Regions from separate parts of the Oryza sativa genome. Here region 2 is linked to region 1. The links are chromatin contacts, called in public ChIA-PET maps. All regions are on one chromosome and are shown on one strand. The core of a region is the stretch at or near the end of the contact, and the rest is flanking DNA. Distances in the headings are between cores, read along the strand shown. Region 1 holds the start of LOC4343722 (UDP-rhamnose/UDP-galactose transporter 2). Region 2 holds the start of LOC4343735 (chitin-inducible gibberellin-responsive protein 2-like).

Evidence for each region. ChIA-PET counts read pairs in DNA pulled down with a chosen protein or histone mark.
Region 2: an RNA polymerase II ChIA-PET map of leaf shows a contact between it and region 1, with 2.7 times the contacts expected there. The contact joins the promoter of LOC4343735 here to the promoter of LOC4343722 in region 1. A contact is called at or near these places in 1 of 15 Hi-C or Micro-C datasets (seedling) and 1 of 4 datasets of contacts at active chromatin or transcription factors (leaf).

What each region holds. Positions count from the first base shown.
Region 1 is chr7:23,742,291-23,749,414 of ASM3414082v1, forward strand. LOC4343722 (UDP-rhamnose/UDP-galactose transporter 2) reads right to left here and starts at 2,937. Exons shown (of 5, transcript XM_015792008.3): 1 at 2,242-2,937; 2 at 1,909-2,093; 3 at 1,607-1,807; 4 at 231-392. The coding sequence starts at 2,371.
Region 2 is chr7:23,876,857-23,883,980 of ASM3414082v1, forward strand. It overlaps LOC4343735 (chitin-inducible gibberellin-responsive protein 2-like), which reads left to right and starts at 3,170. Exons shown (of 2, transcript NM_001403126.1): 1 at 3,170-3,353; 2 at 4,597-6,718. The coding sequence starts at 4,771. The coding sequence ends at 6,405. It overlaps LOC4343736 (WRKY transcription factor SUSIBA2), which reads right to left. Exons shown (of 6, transcript NM_001403125.1): 6 at 6,946-7,124.

The DNA.
Region 1 (7,124 bases), core at 1,687-4,186:
ATTTCAATGGGAAACAAAGTTGACAATTTACTAGTGGTGTACTGATGCGGGGATGTCCACTCAACATGAAGAATGGGAGAAATCATTGATGAAACATTCCAATAAAATACTCAATAGTACTAGCACAAATCTAGAGTAGAAGATACAATAACATGGCAAAGGTATCATTCATTTGGAAAGAGTGCTGTCATGAATAGAAAATTGTGACATGCACATGCGAGAGAACTTACAGTTGCCCCAGTTGAGAAGTTGTAGTTTAATAACCATCGCCCATTGAGGTAATAGTCAGCAAAGGGACCAAGTATAATAAGAGACACAGCCTGTATTGGTGCAGTTTTGCTGAGAAGTTCAAATGACCCTATGTTGTACTTCTTCTGAAAGGAGCCAATTGTCTGGGACAAGGACAAGTAACGCATTGTCAGAACTCAGCATATAATTTACAAAGAAGGATCCATCAGCATTCAGATTTAAGTAATCATCTTCCACAAATTTCAAAAACCAACTTATGTATCAAAATTATTACCGTACGAAGAGCCATAAATATTTATCACTGTCCAATGCAATAAGATTACAGGAATATAAACATCATAGGCATAGTTTTTAAAAGCTGGCCGGTGAACCACTTGCAGTCCAGTTCACAGGTCCGACTGCCACTTCAAACTGTCTGTCTACGGTTCAATAATATAGTAGTTATTATCACTTGAGTTATGTTGAATCCAATCTCAACTCATAGTTATATGATCCTGTTCAACACTTATATAGGCTTTAGTTCCCATAGTCCCATCCTAGCAATAGAGGGGTGATGGCCCAGCTTGGTTTTTGCCTATTGACATGTTCCCATGATGGATATTGCAGCTTGCAGGTCGTATTCTAAGTCAAATCCTGAGCTGGACAATCTAATAAAATAATTTATAGTCCATTTCACCCCCAAAAAATATCTCTAGTAGTATCCTAAAAGGAGCCGTCCCCGGTTGCCCTAGTTGGACCACAGCCTGATCCAAGTTTTAGAAACTGGTAAATAGTCCAAAAGTTGCTTCAGCTTGGTCGTAAATCTTCAAAGTGATTCACAGCTAGCATGTAAATTCCACAATGTAAAGTATCAAGGCTGAAGGGGTACATAAAAATAGTCTATCACGACTCGTGAGAATTGCAAATCTACAGCTTATGATGCGAAAATAAACATTCCATGTACAATTCTATGGCCAGCATTACTATTCTACAGTTTAGATTGGCTGTTTCTGAGTTTTCTGTATTCTGAGGACTCAATGGCAAGGTTCTAGCATCCACACTTTAGTTTGAATGCTATCGCAATTCAGAATAGTGTTACAACAGAATGTCCTAAGTAAATTAACAGAAGATTGAAAAACAAGTGCCACCACAAAAACATTGCTACACCATTGTTCAATAAAAAAAAACTGATTTTTTTCATCCTCAGCAACATGATTCAGTTTCAAAAGAGTATCAAGCCTATAGTGTTAACAAAAAAACGCTTGAGTAGTTGGCAATTGCAGTATCCATAACTAGTATTTTTAACATCCTAAAGGGGAATTTGAAATGCATAACAGCACAGGTCCAGTATCAGGATTAAGGGGGGAGAAAAACTCACAATCTGTTGAAGCGACGTGCAGAAGACAGCCACGCAAGCGCAGATGAATCCCTTGGCATTGACCTCCACATCCGTGACCGTGCAAATCCCAACACCCGCCGCCACGACGACCACGGCCGATATAACCTTGGTGGTGTAGTGCTTGCTGTTGAGCACCCATTCCATCAAGCAAACCACCGGGATCATGCTCAATTTCGAGATCTACAGGTTTGCAGAGGTTTCGCACCTTCAGCCACACAAGAGCACAAGACGGCATATACAAACATTCCAGGCAAATGGGCAACCTAGTAAATATACAATACCTGATAGAAACCGACGGAGTTGAGCATGAGACTAAGGTTCATCCCGGTGATGGACGTGTTGGCGACGAGGGAGAACCAGACGAGCTCCCAGAGCGGGACGTGCTTGGATACGGAGTAGCCGGTGGCGTTGGAGATCCATCCGACGAGCGCCGTGACCGTGAAGTGGAATCCGGTCAGCGTCGTGGCTGCATTCGACCAAAGGAGGAAACGAAAAAAAGAAGAAAAAATCAGATCCCGCGGCGGCGTCACCAGGAACAAACCCGAACCTGCGGATCCAGATCTGCGGAGAGGGGAAAGGGGAGGAGGAGGAGCGCGCGAAGGCGCGAAGGGTACCGAAGGAGAAGGCGTAGCCGGAGGAGGACATGAGCTGCTTGTTTGCCATGATGATGCCGACGGAGCTGACGACGTTCATCGCCCACGCCCCGACGTCGGACACCGCCGGCGGCTTCTTCTCCGCCTCCATCTCGCCCCTCCTCCTCCTCCTGACGCCGCCGCGGCTCTCTTCCCCCTCCGACGACGACGACGACCTGGCTGCGACCCTGGGCGGAGGAAGGGCAGGGCAGGGCACGGCTCGGCTCGGGTCCCGCGGTCTACCACCCGGGCCTCGGTGCCTCACGCGGGAGGAGCCGCAGGGTTATAAAGGACGGGAGGCGTTGCCGCCTAGGCAAGGCAAGGAAGGGAGGGGGAGGGAGTGCGGGGAGGGGTTTCGAATTGGTGCTGTGTGCGCACGCAGACGCAGTGTGGGAGGCGGAAGCGTCAACTGCACGGGCGGAGGACGGTGAAAAAACTGCGATCTGCGGGGAGAACGGGAGGGGAGGCGGGTTAAGAGAAGGAGAGATTAGAGGAGAAAGACGACGCGCGGGGGAGGGGAGGAGGGGAGGGGGAAGGGTGGCAGCCAGCGGCGACGGCGACAGAGCGGGATCTGGGCGCGGCCGGGGGCTGTGCGTTCGCGCATGCTGGCCCCTTTTTCATTGCAGTTTCCCCTCTTTTTGCGCGTTTTGCCGTGCGGGATTGTGGATGGATTTCGCCGAGTTCTCGCCCCGTGGCCAGTTCAATTCAAAGCGCCCGCGAGGCCCCCCCGCGACTGGTTCTGCTGCTGGCTGGGGTTAAAGAGGTGAAAGGGGCCCAAGGCTCTCCTCTCTTCGTCTTATCAGCCACGCGGTGCAATGCAGCTGCAGACTGTTTGTGCGTGACTACGGTCCTGTTATTTTCTCCAATAAAAGCTGGATGAATATTAAGATTTTCATGTCATGTTTTTTAAACTGTTAAACGATGTGTTTCGTGTAAAAACTTTCTATATAAAAGTTGCTCAAAAAATATCATATTAATTTATTTTTCAAATTTATAATATTTAAAACTTAATCAATCATATATTAATACCATCTCGTTTTGCAAAAAAAACATAATCTTCATCTTTATCTTCAGGATAAATGAACATCACCTACCTATTGATTTTTGGATAGGTTGGGAGTTAAAATTTTCAACTAATGGATACAGTCTGCTCCTTCTGTCCCAAAAAAAACAACCTCTTAGTAAGATGTGTCAACGAATCTGTATATAAAGTATATCTAGGTTTTAGATTCATTGTATTAGGATGTGTGTCCAGATTCGTTATACTAGTTGTGAGGTTAGCTTTTTTTTTAATGGATGGAGTGCTTTAAATAGAAGAAGAGGATAAATATGTCAAAATCGTAAATCTGGAAACAAATGCAGTTGTGAAATCTAATTTTGGTGCATTGTAACTGAGTGTAAATGCTCTATAACCAAATATAAGTGTTTTGTAAGAGTGTAACTACAAGTTGGATCTATACAAACACGAATCTTAATGTAAGATCCTATGGACAAAAAATCAAAATACAAGAGTCCAAAAACATGTCACAAGTGAAATAGCAAAACCGTTATGGGTTCCACCTTCATCTGACACAAGTTGACAAATGCCTTTGGGTCTACGTTTTCGACAAAAACCGATCGAACACCATGAAATTTTGAAGTTTCGATTGGGACAAAAGTAGACTCTGAGTAAAAATTTAGATGGTTTTCAAGAATTTAAATTGAAACAGTAAAATCAATCAAAATTTGGTTGAAAGTTATACCGCTAGGGGTCGGGGATTTAGCAGTATGTATCGAGAAACCACTTGGTAAACCGATCTAAGTTAAAAACTGAACTAAATTAAAATTTTCAGCAAATATTTGACTGAATTTCACCAGCAACCAAGCAGTAATTACGATTAGACAAATCCGTTCATCGTCATGGTCATGCATGACTTGTACATGTGCCATTCAGCGTGCGCTTTGTGTGATATAATACACTTAGTGTTATTGTGTAGCACATACTAGTCCGCAGGAAGCTTAGGACTACGCCACTGAATAACCTTTCCTGCCATGGCAAGCAAGGCTGGAAAGAACTCGAGTCTTTTCTTGTCAAGGGGGCATCACATATGATACTCATATATTAGACGGTCCGTTACTTTAGCATTTGCTCATAGTGAGCCCTACTCCCCTCGAGATCCCGGTGCCCTGCTCGACGGCTTCCTCAGTTTAACAAAGGGTGTGTTTAAGTTCATGCTAAAATTAGAAGTTTAATTGAAATTAGAACGATTTAACGGAAAAGTTAGAAGTTTATGTGTGTAGAAAAGTTTTGATGTATTGTAAAAGTTTAAAGTTTAAAGAAAAAATTGAAAACTAAACCAGGCCAAAGTGTGCAAATTGGGCTCTGAACTTGGATGTTGGGTGTCCATTTCGAAGGCATATGATGCGTGCTAATCTGTGAAAGGATCTCGTCATCCGATCTAAACCAATCAGACAAATGGACTGATTGGAGCGACAATTCAAACATGGCTTTCGAGATCAAATTAAAGTACTGGAATTATCTGCGTTTGGGAGCACTTGTCACTCTGTCAAGCAACAGGGCCAGCTGACAGGTACATGCATGGCCAACATGATTGAATTGTAGACACGGTGGTGGCCCACCATTACTCTCACGGCAAGAGAGTTCTGGCACGTTACACTTCACCAATTGTTAGGCCGGTGACCGTGTACACGGGAGCAAGAGTTACAGAACCTGCGAAAGCAAAGTCTTTGGAGTTCGTTCGGATCGAGTCCCATTTCCGTGAGCCTTTTGACCAGATTTTAGCTTAATCAGCGTGAAGTAGTGGCCAGTTCATTTGACTTGGCAAGCACATTCCTTAATCAAGCAAAAGCTCACATGCATGTTGCACACATACAGAACTGAAATGACGGTAGATTAAGGGATACATGTCGAGTGCATGTCTTGCCTTAACAAAAGTGCCTACCGCCGATTATTTATACTCCCACTAGTTTATTTTTAAGAGTTGATTCCAATCAGTAAAATTTCAGAGAAAAGATTGCATCTACACGGATCTTTGCCCACAAGACTACTCTCTCCGTTCCAAAAAAAACTAAATTTAGAAAAAAATATGATATTTTCTAGTACAACGAATCTAGACAAAAGATTATCCGGATTTAGGACAGAGGGAGTGCTTTCCGATATATAGCCGCATGTCCAGCACAACAGGGTTTTTTCTTCACCAAATTTACATAATCAACGTCGGCAACGGAATATCCCGGTGGTAGGTATCAGTTTATTCATTGTTACACGCTCGGTGGTTGGTGATCCATGTGGAAAGAGTCAATGGCCCAAATATTAAAAAACAGGAGGAAGAAGAAGAGGAGGAGAAGGTCCCTCCCAAAGTCCCAACCATGCACAACCCGTCACTTTCAGATATCGGTATGTACAATGTCCCAATCACGAGCAGAAAATAAACCTAAAATCTTAGCCATCGGTAGCTTGCTTGGTTACGACCTATCGTTAGTGACAAGTGCTACTAAGGGCACCCGCAAGGGAGTACCTATGCATCTTTCGAAAGATTTTTATGATCATATCACACAGATTTTTAATCTATAGATTAAAATCCAATGGACACATTAAAATGCAAAAAGCAACTAAGAAACACCATAATGGACACTAAATTACCATATCTTCAAGAAAAAGACCAAATCCAATATAAATTTCAAAACTTACATGCGAAGATTCAAAAATTACACCGTAACTTACAAAAGTTACGGTGTAAGTTTCATAAATTACACTGTAATTTACAAGAAAACACACTGTAAATTTGAGTGAGAAAATCGAGTGAGAGATAAGAAGAAATCTTTCGAGTGAGATATAGCAAAATCGCACCCGCAATAGTTATCTATAGGCTCTCTACAAGAGATCTATGTCAGTATATCTATCTATTATATTATTAAAGAAATAGAAAAAGAAGCCTCTACGTTCGCTCTCATGGTCTAGAAATTCTCACATTAATCGGAGAAAAAGAAAAACAGAGTCCATATAGAAATACAAATTAGAAATAGTTGAAATTCGGAATTAAAAAATAAGGAATATTAGAAGAGGAGACTAGGGTCCATATAGAAATACAATTAGGAAATAACTGAAATTTGGAATTAAAAAAAAAGAATATTAGAAGTAGAGTATAGAGTCCGTATAGAAATACAATTAGGAAATAACTGAAATTCAGAATTAAAAATAAGGAATATTAGAAGTAGAGTATAGAGTCCATATATAAATACGATTAGGAAATAACTGAAATTCGGAATTAAAAATAAGGAATATTAGAAGTAGAGTGTAGAGTCCATATAGAAATACAATTATAAAATAATAGAAATTTGGAATTAAAAATAAGGAATATTAGAAGTAGAGTATAGAGTCCATATAGAAATACAATTACGAAAAAAAATAGAAATTCGGAATTAAAAAATAAGGAATATTAGAAGTAGGGTATAGAGTCCAAATAGGAATTTAAAACTAACTAAAATTTGGAATAAACATAATAAAATTAAAAGTAGAGTTTAGAGTCCGTATAAAAATATAATTTACAAATAACTAAAATTCGAAATTAAGAAAAACATGGGAAGAAATTTAGAAGTAACTGAAATTCAAAATTCAAAATTAGTTTAGAATCCACATAGAAATACAATTAGAAATAATAAAAATTCAAAAATAAAAATAAATAATATTGGAAGAAAAGCATAGAGTCTATATAGAAATACAATTTACAGAAAATTCGGAATTAAAGAAAAAAAAATATTAAAAAACGAGTCTAGAGTCCATATAGGAATATATATAATTTACAAATAACTAAAATTTAATATTAAAAATAATTAATAACTAACACGTATATAAAATACAATAT
Region 2 (7,124 bases), core at 1,920-4,419, 130 kb after region 1:
ATGAGTAGGAGAGAGGAGTAAAGATGATCAGGACATCTCACCTTTTATCAGTGTAGACAGAAAAATCTTACTGATTATGTGCTGGAAAAGTTAGATCTAAGAACAAATGGAGATGCTCTTACAGCTGGATAGAATTATACTATATGTACTGATCTCTTCCCGGCCCTCAACCTAAAGTCATGTTTTTCTTTAAGAAAAAAACCATGAATTCGCAGCATTTTTATGGAACAAGATTAGTTTTTCTGGAAAAAAATAATTAATCCTCTATATATCAGTATATTCCAAAGGACCTCTGAATGGTTTCGTGGTAAATAATATTTTACATAAGAAGTTCATATAATGCTTAATATTGGGCTGTTGCACATATGGTATATAAGAACTTTTACGGTAAAATATACTACCAGTATATACTGGTAGTATATAGAAGGGCATGTTAAGAATTTGATAGAAAATAAAACAACACTCTAGTAATTTTTGTTTCAGATTAAATCTAATTGGAGTACCCGGTCCTGGATCTTATCATGCGCTAAGAGAGGAGCATCGTGAGCGCTATTTGATGACGAATCACGTGACGATAACACGATTTGATGAAAGAATAACGAAGAAAAGACAAAATTACCCTTTCAAACTTTATACTGCAATCTAATTAATAAAAAATCAAATTAATCTACACTGTTAGATCATATATACTTGCAGTATATACTAGCAGTATATTGTACCGTAAAAGTCCTCATAGCATATAGGCTAGTCTATTATAACTCGTTAATCTAATATATTATGAAGGTAGCTTGAAAAACTAACCATGTTCGCTCTGAACAAGTACTATAAATTCTCACATTAATTATAAAAAAGAAAAAAGGTTTGGACCATTAAATTATATATGGTGGGTTCAGATTATGATGGTTTAGATCAATTGATATAGTTATATAAATGAGCATGTTCGGCTAACCATTACAGCCGCTACAGCTAAACACAACCCTAGCTGCTATAGATGCAGACACCGGGGGCGGATCTAGGAACAAAAAATTGAGAGGCTCAATTATACAGTTTCTTCAACCTCCAGCCATTTAGAGACCTTTAGTTTATTATTCATGGTGAAAAAATTGAAGGGGGTGCTCCGAGGGTATCCATAGGTCTTGTGGGTGTAGGGGGGACTCGAGGCCCCCCTGCACCCATATTGGATCCGCCCCTGGCAGACACAACACACTGTGTGTTGACTGCACAAGAGTGAAATTAAGTAGAACAGCGCCAATACAAATGTATATATGTATAGAAACATAATCTAGGATAATTGTGTCCAGTGCAAAATTGCATGTATCAAATTCAAAAAAAAAGAATATCTCGGTGTAAAAATAGATGGGAAAATTCCGCTAGTAATGTACTGTGGGATAATATTAACCAGAACAAAATGCCTCGAGAAGCTTTGACTGGGCTGTTCCAAGGAAAAAAAAATCTCAAACACGTGTTTTCTAGTACAGTTACATGAGAGCGACAAATACTAAATACTAGTATTCACTATCTTCGGAAGCCTCCATATCTCCTTTAGGTTCTAGGTCCTATGTCATACTCCCTCCGTTTCAAAATATTTGACACCGTTAACTTTTTAGCACATGTTTGACCATTCGTCTTATTCAAAAAAAAATTATGAAATATGTAAAACTATATGTGTACATGAAAGTATATTTAACGATAAATCAAATGATATGAAAAGAATAAATAATTACTTAAAATTTTTGAATAAGGCGAATGGTCAAACACGAATTAAAAAGTCAACGGTGTCAAACATTTTGAAACGGAGGGAGTACATAACTTAATACTAAAACCTTAATCGTCAATATTTTTCTCTACACGAGCGTCACATAAATATTACAAGAAGTCAAAATACTAAAACCTTAGTGGTTCATGATAAGCATGTTCGGTATGAAATTCCTGATTCCGTGAGATAATTATTTAGCGCCTAGCTAGTTTGCTTCTCTTTAGGTAGCGTCATCTTCCAAGAATATATCCTATACTCCTACTTGCTAGTAATATTTGGCCTAGACAAACTTGAAGAGTCAATTAGTTGCCATTTTTCTAAGTAAAGAAAAGTGAAAAGTATACTTTTAATCCTATTAACCTACTACTAAAACTTAAAATTTACTGAAAAACCAGCGGTAACAACAACTAGATGATACTTTTTTTTATTTTACTAGAAAAAATGCCCATGTGTTGCAACAGATGAAGGCTATTTTAGTCTTATTATTATTATTATTATTATTATTATTATTATTATTATTATTATTATTATTATTATTATTATTATTATTATTATACGGTTCAGTTAGAGTGAAAATTATTGTGGGAATTTGCTTGGATATTTCTTTTAGAAAACTATGAGCTACAATTAGGAGTCTATCTCTCATCTCAAGTTAGCATGCGAGTTTTTTTTTAAAGTATTTCTTATACGACTCCTTCTGTATTTCCAAAAGCATCCCAAGTTAGTGTGCGAGTTTTTTTTAAAGAGATTTCTTATATGACTCCTTTTGTATTTTCAAAAGTGATCAGACTTAAAAGCGGACTCAAACACGGATCTATATTTCCAAAAACGAACGAACTTAACAACCGACTCAAATACGAATGATCTACCAAAGTAACGGTAAAAATATCTTTAATTTTTATAATAGTAGAGAGATAACTGGTATATAAAAATCATATTTTTACTGACCCACGTATAAGTGACCTACGACATACCCCTCCGTTTCGAAAAAACAAATCTAAAAATAGATGGGATCCTACCCAGTATAACGAATCATTCCATTCTAGAAAGAACCAACCTAAAATTAGATGAGACAATATTTAAAACTACCAATTTGGACATGCGAATGCCGTAATCTATTACTACTACTACTACTACTGAGAGGATACTTCATCCAATCATCCGTAGGCTAGCAGCAGCAGCAGCTGAGTTTTTTCTTCCCCCTCGAATAGCAAGCAGATCAGCAGCAGATGAGTGGCTGGTTAGCTGGACAGGAGTCACAGGACACTCGAGAGGGATAGATACCCTTTTCTGCTGGGCCCCACGTTCGTTTGAACACGGGGCGCACGGTGGGCCCCCCACACCCCCCCCCCCCCCCCCCCCCCCCCCCCCCCCGCGCATCCGTCATGCCTCACGACAAACCGCGGACGACGCGCACGGGCCACCGGGTAGAAATACCCGCGCCCACCCGAAAAATTCCCCAGCTCACCTCCTCCTCACTACCACCACCACCACCACCACCTGCTTCCTCCGCGGCTGCGTGCGCCGCCTCCCCAACCCTTCGTCCTCCCCGCCGGCCGCCGCTGAGATCCGACGCGCCGGAGCGGAGCTCGCTGAGGTAATCGCCGTCCTTTCTTGTAGCAGCTGGTGGTAGTACTATAGTATGCTGTATGCTAGCTAGGCCGGGTTCTTCGTGTAGTGCGCATGCGAGGCTGGATCGGAGCGCGCGGGTGCGACATGCGAGGCTGCTCTGCTCTGTGGAAGTTCCTCGCATGGCTCAAATCCAGCACTTTGCTTTGCTTCTTTCGGTAGCTTGGCGATTCTTCTAGGCATATCGTTGTTCATCTACGCATTCGTGAGCGTGTTTAGCGACGCATGCAGCGGCTTAGTCCCCGTTGAATCGTGGTTTGGTTGAAGCCGTGAAGTTAATCACCGAGAGAGACGGACCGCGTCATAGCAGCGCACGAGTGGTAGCTGAGCAAGGTAGATCTTGAAGCTTTTGACCGCTGACTTGGAGTGAATTTTTTTAAGGTGGGTGTTCGTAATAATCTTGTGCCGGGACCCGGGGGTAGTTGCGCTAAACGGGTCAAAGTGTCAAACTTTGCCCTCTGTTTTGGTGTCGGAAAATTATGGGAGAGGGGGATACTTTACGACTTGATCTACAGCCCTCTGTTTTGTTGGCACACGGATTGGTCGAACCTTCTTGTACGATGGGTGTACGGTACCCATCCATTCATGACGTTGTTCTACGGTCAGCGTTACGGCATGCTGCTTGATTTTGTTCACTTGTCGGTAGGACTAGGATGCCAAAATAGTTGGTGGTATTGCACAACCTAATTTCTTAGTTGTTTCTTTTTTGTTTCGTCTTTTATTAGCGGAATTAACATGTTTTCACATCATAATGATGCTTGTTTAGAAGAGCTAAGGTTTCTGCTCGTCTTAGTTTTATTTGGCAGAAAAGAATGCATGTATGACATTTGATCCCAAGTTAAGTTGCCACAGTCCAACATGTACTTTGGCATGCCCGCTTTCTTCAGTTCTGATCAGATACTCAGTATTGTTGTAGGATAGATTCTATGTAGTTTTCTGGCGATCTTCTTTCGTTAGATACAGTAGATTATCTCAGGTATCTGAGATTTGAGATATTGTGGTTTTCTCAACATTAAATGTTTGAGAATTCATAGTGGGTGGTTTCTTCAATGAAACAACGTCAGAAAATCCATTTCAATTACCGATATTGCCTTGTTTGGTTCTGATACTACTTAAAATAATTGCTTCCAGTAGTTCAGTGCCAGATTTACTTGAGTTGGTAGCTCAGTTTGTTTATGTTCTGACTTCTGATATCTACTGGTTCATTGCAGATTTTGTTCCTGCTGGATTTCTGAAATTTTACTGGAGGACTAGAGATATCAAGACACCAACAACAAACTAGTACAAAGTTTTCCTTCCAGTTAATCTGTTCCTGGATCTCCTTGCCATACGCGAAGCAGTGGATACTATGCAGTAATTGGTTAGGAGGTCTTTACTGAACCATAATGGCTGATACTCCAACTTCCCGAATGATTCATCCCTTCAGCAATATACCGAGCCAAAACCTGAAGCAGTTCCAGTATTCTGATAATCCACAGCACCCTTGCCACCCTTATAGGGCACCTTCAGACACCCACGTTGTGCCACATCATTATGGCCTAAAGTCACATTCACCGGATGCTGGTTATGAAAGCCAGGCTACTCCTAACAAGTACACATTGGACTCCTCTGAAGGTGCTGGTTGTATGAGACATGATTCTCCTTCCAGTCAAAGTTTCACAACCAGAAGTGGTAGCCCTCTATCTCAGGAAGACAGCCACTCTGACTCGACTGATGGATCTCCTGTAGGCGCCTCCTGTGTCACTGAGGATCCTAATGATCTGAAGCAAAAACTGAAGGATCTCGAGGCCGTTATGCTTGGGCCAGACTCGGAAATAGTCAACAGCCTTGAGAATTCGGTGGCAAACCAACTTTCCTTGGAGCCGGAGAAGTGGGTGCGCATGATGGGCATTCCTAGAGGCAACTTGAAAGAGCTACTGATTGCCTGTGCTAGAGCTGTGGAAGAGAAGAATAGCTTTGCTATTGATATGATGATTCCAGAGCTGAGAAAAATAGTTTCGGTATCTGGTGAGCCACTTGAGAGGTTGGGAGCCTACATGGTAGAAGGGCTTGTTGCCAGGCTTGCCTCCTCTGGCATTTCAATCTACAAAGCTTTGAAATGCAAGGAACCAAAGAGCTCTGACCTTCTGTCTTACATGCACTTCCTGTATGAGGCCTGTCCCTACTTCAAGTTTGGGTATATGTCGGCAAATGGTGCTATTGCAGAGGCTGTCAAGGGAGAAGACAGGATTCATATCATCGACTTCCATATCTCTCAAGGGGCTCAGTGGATCTCTCTCCTTCAGGCCCTTGCAGCCAGGCCTGGTGGACCACCAACTGTAAGGATCACTGGTATTGATGACTCAGTGTCAGCTTACGCACGAGGCGGCGGGCTAGAGCTGGTCGGAAGGAGGCTGTCGCACATCGCCAGCCTGTGCAAGGTGCCCTTTGAATTCCACCCACTTGCTATCTCCGGCAGCAAGGTGGAGGCAGCACATCTCGGAGTCATCCCCGGGGAAGCCCTCGCCGTGAACTTCACCCTGGAGCTGCACCACATTCCAGACGAGTCGGTGAGCACGGCGAACCACCGTGACCGCCTCCTAAGGATGGTGAAGAGCCTGTCGCCGAAGGTACTCACCCTGGTGGAGATGGAGTCCAACACGAACACGGCGCCATTCCCGCAGAGGTTCGCGGAGACGCTGGACTACTACACCGCCATCTTCGAGTCCATCGACCTGACGCTGCCGAGGGACGACAGGGAGAGGATCAACATGGAGCAGCACTGCCTCGCGAGGGAGATCGTCAACCTCATCGCGTGCGAGGGGGAGGAGAGGGCGGAGCGGTACGAGCCCTTCGGCAAGTGGAAGGCGCGCCTCACCATGGCCGGGTTCAGGCCGTCGCCGCTCAGCTCGCTGGTGAACGCCACCATCAGGACGCTGCTGCAGAGCTACTCGGACAACTACAAGCTCGCCGAGAGGGATGGGGCGCTCTACCTCGGGTGGAAGAGCAGGCCCCTGGTGGTCTCGTCGGCGTGGCACTAGCGTTGTGACTTTGTGAGGTGATCTGACGACGAACTTCCCTTGTAACCATCTTGGCTGGGGGCTTTAGAAAGCTATAGTGATCATGGACTGGTAAGGGTAGCTGTAACAATGGTGTTGTAATGGTAAGGTAGCGGCTAGGGTCAAACTCGAAAATGGGCAAAATGCTGATGAGGTGTAGAAGTGTAGTACATGTTTGAGAGTATATGTTTCAGTTTTTCTTTTAAATGTCTTGTAGTAATGTTGTGGCACACTAATGTCTATGATCAGAATTATCATCCACTATAAGCTAAAATATCCATTGGAATGCTGGCAAGTAGAGCTGAAAATGTAGCATCATGTTTCAACCGGGACGAATCCAACGGTCCGAGCATTCGTACGTGTTACAGGTATCACATTTGCATATCTTTACTGCCAACGGCATTGTACATATGCAGTGAGATACAAAGCTTTGTCACAAAAGAGAATTAGACAAGCTCACAAAACCAAATCAACCATAATCCATGTTCTATCCACATTCCACTGAAGGCGAAGATAGTTAAAGAAAACCAAATTCTGATGATCTAATTAATCTTAACGGGTTCACTGTACAACGAATATAGGGCCAGTGCCACATACAAGTATACAACAAGGCCTTTGCCGCTCCAGAAGACCCATGTGGTGTATTTTGCTGCAGCCCACAGGTACAGCTCTCGCCTCCGGTTCAACTGATGTGTCAATGA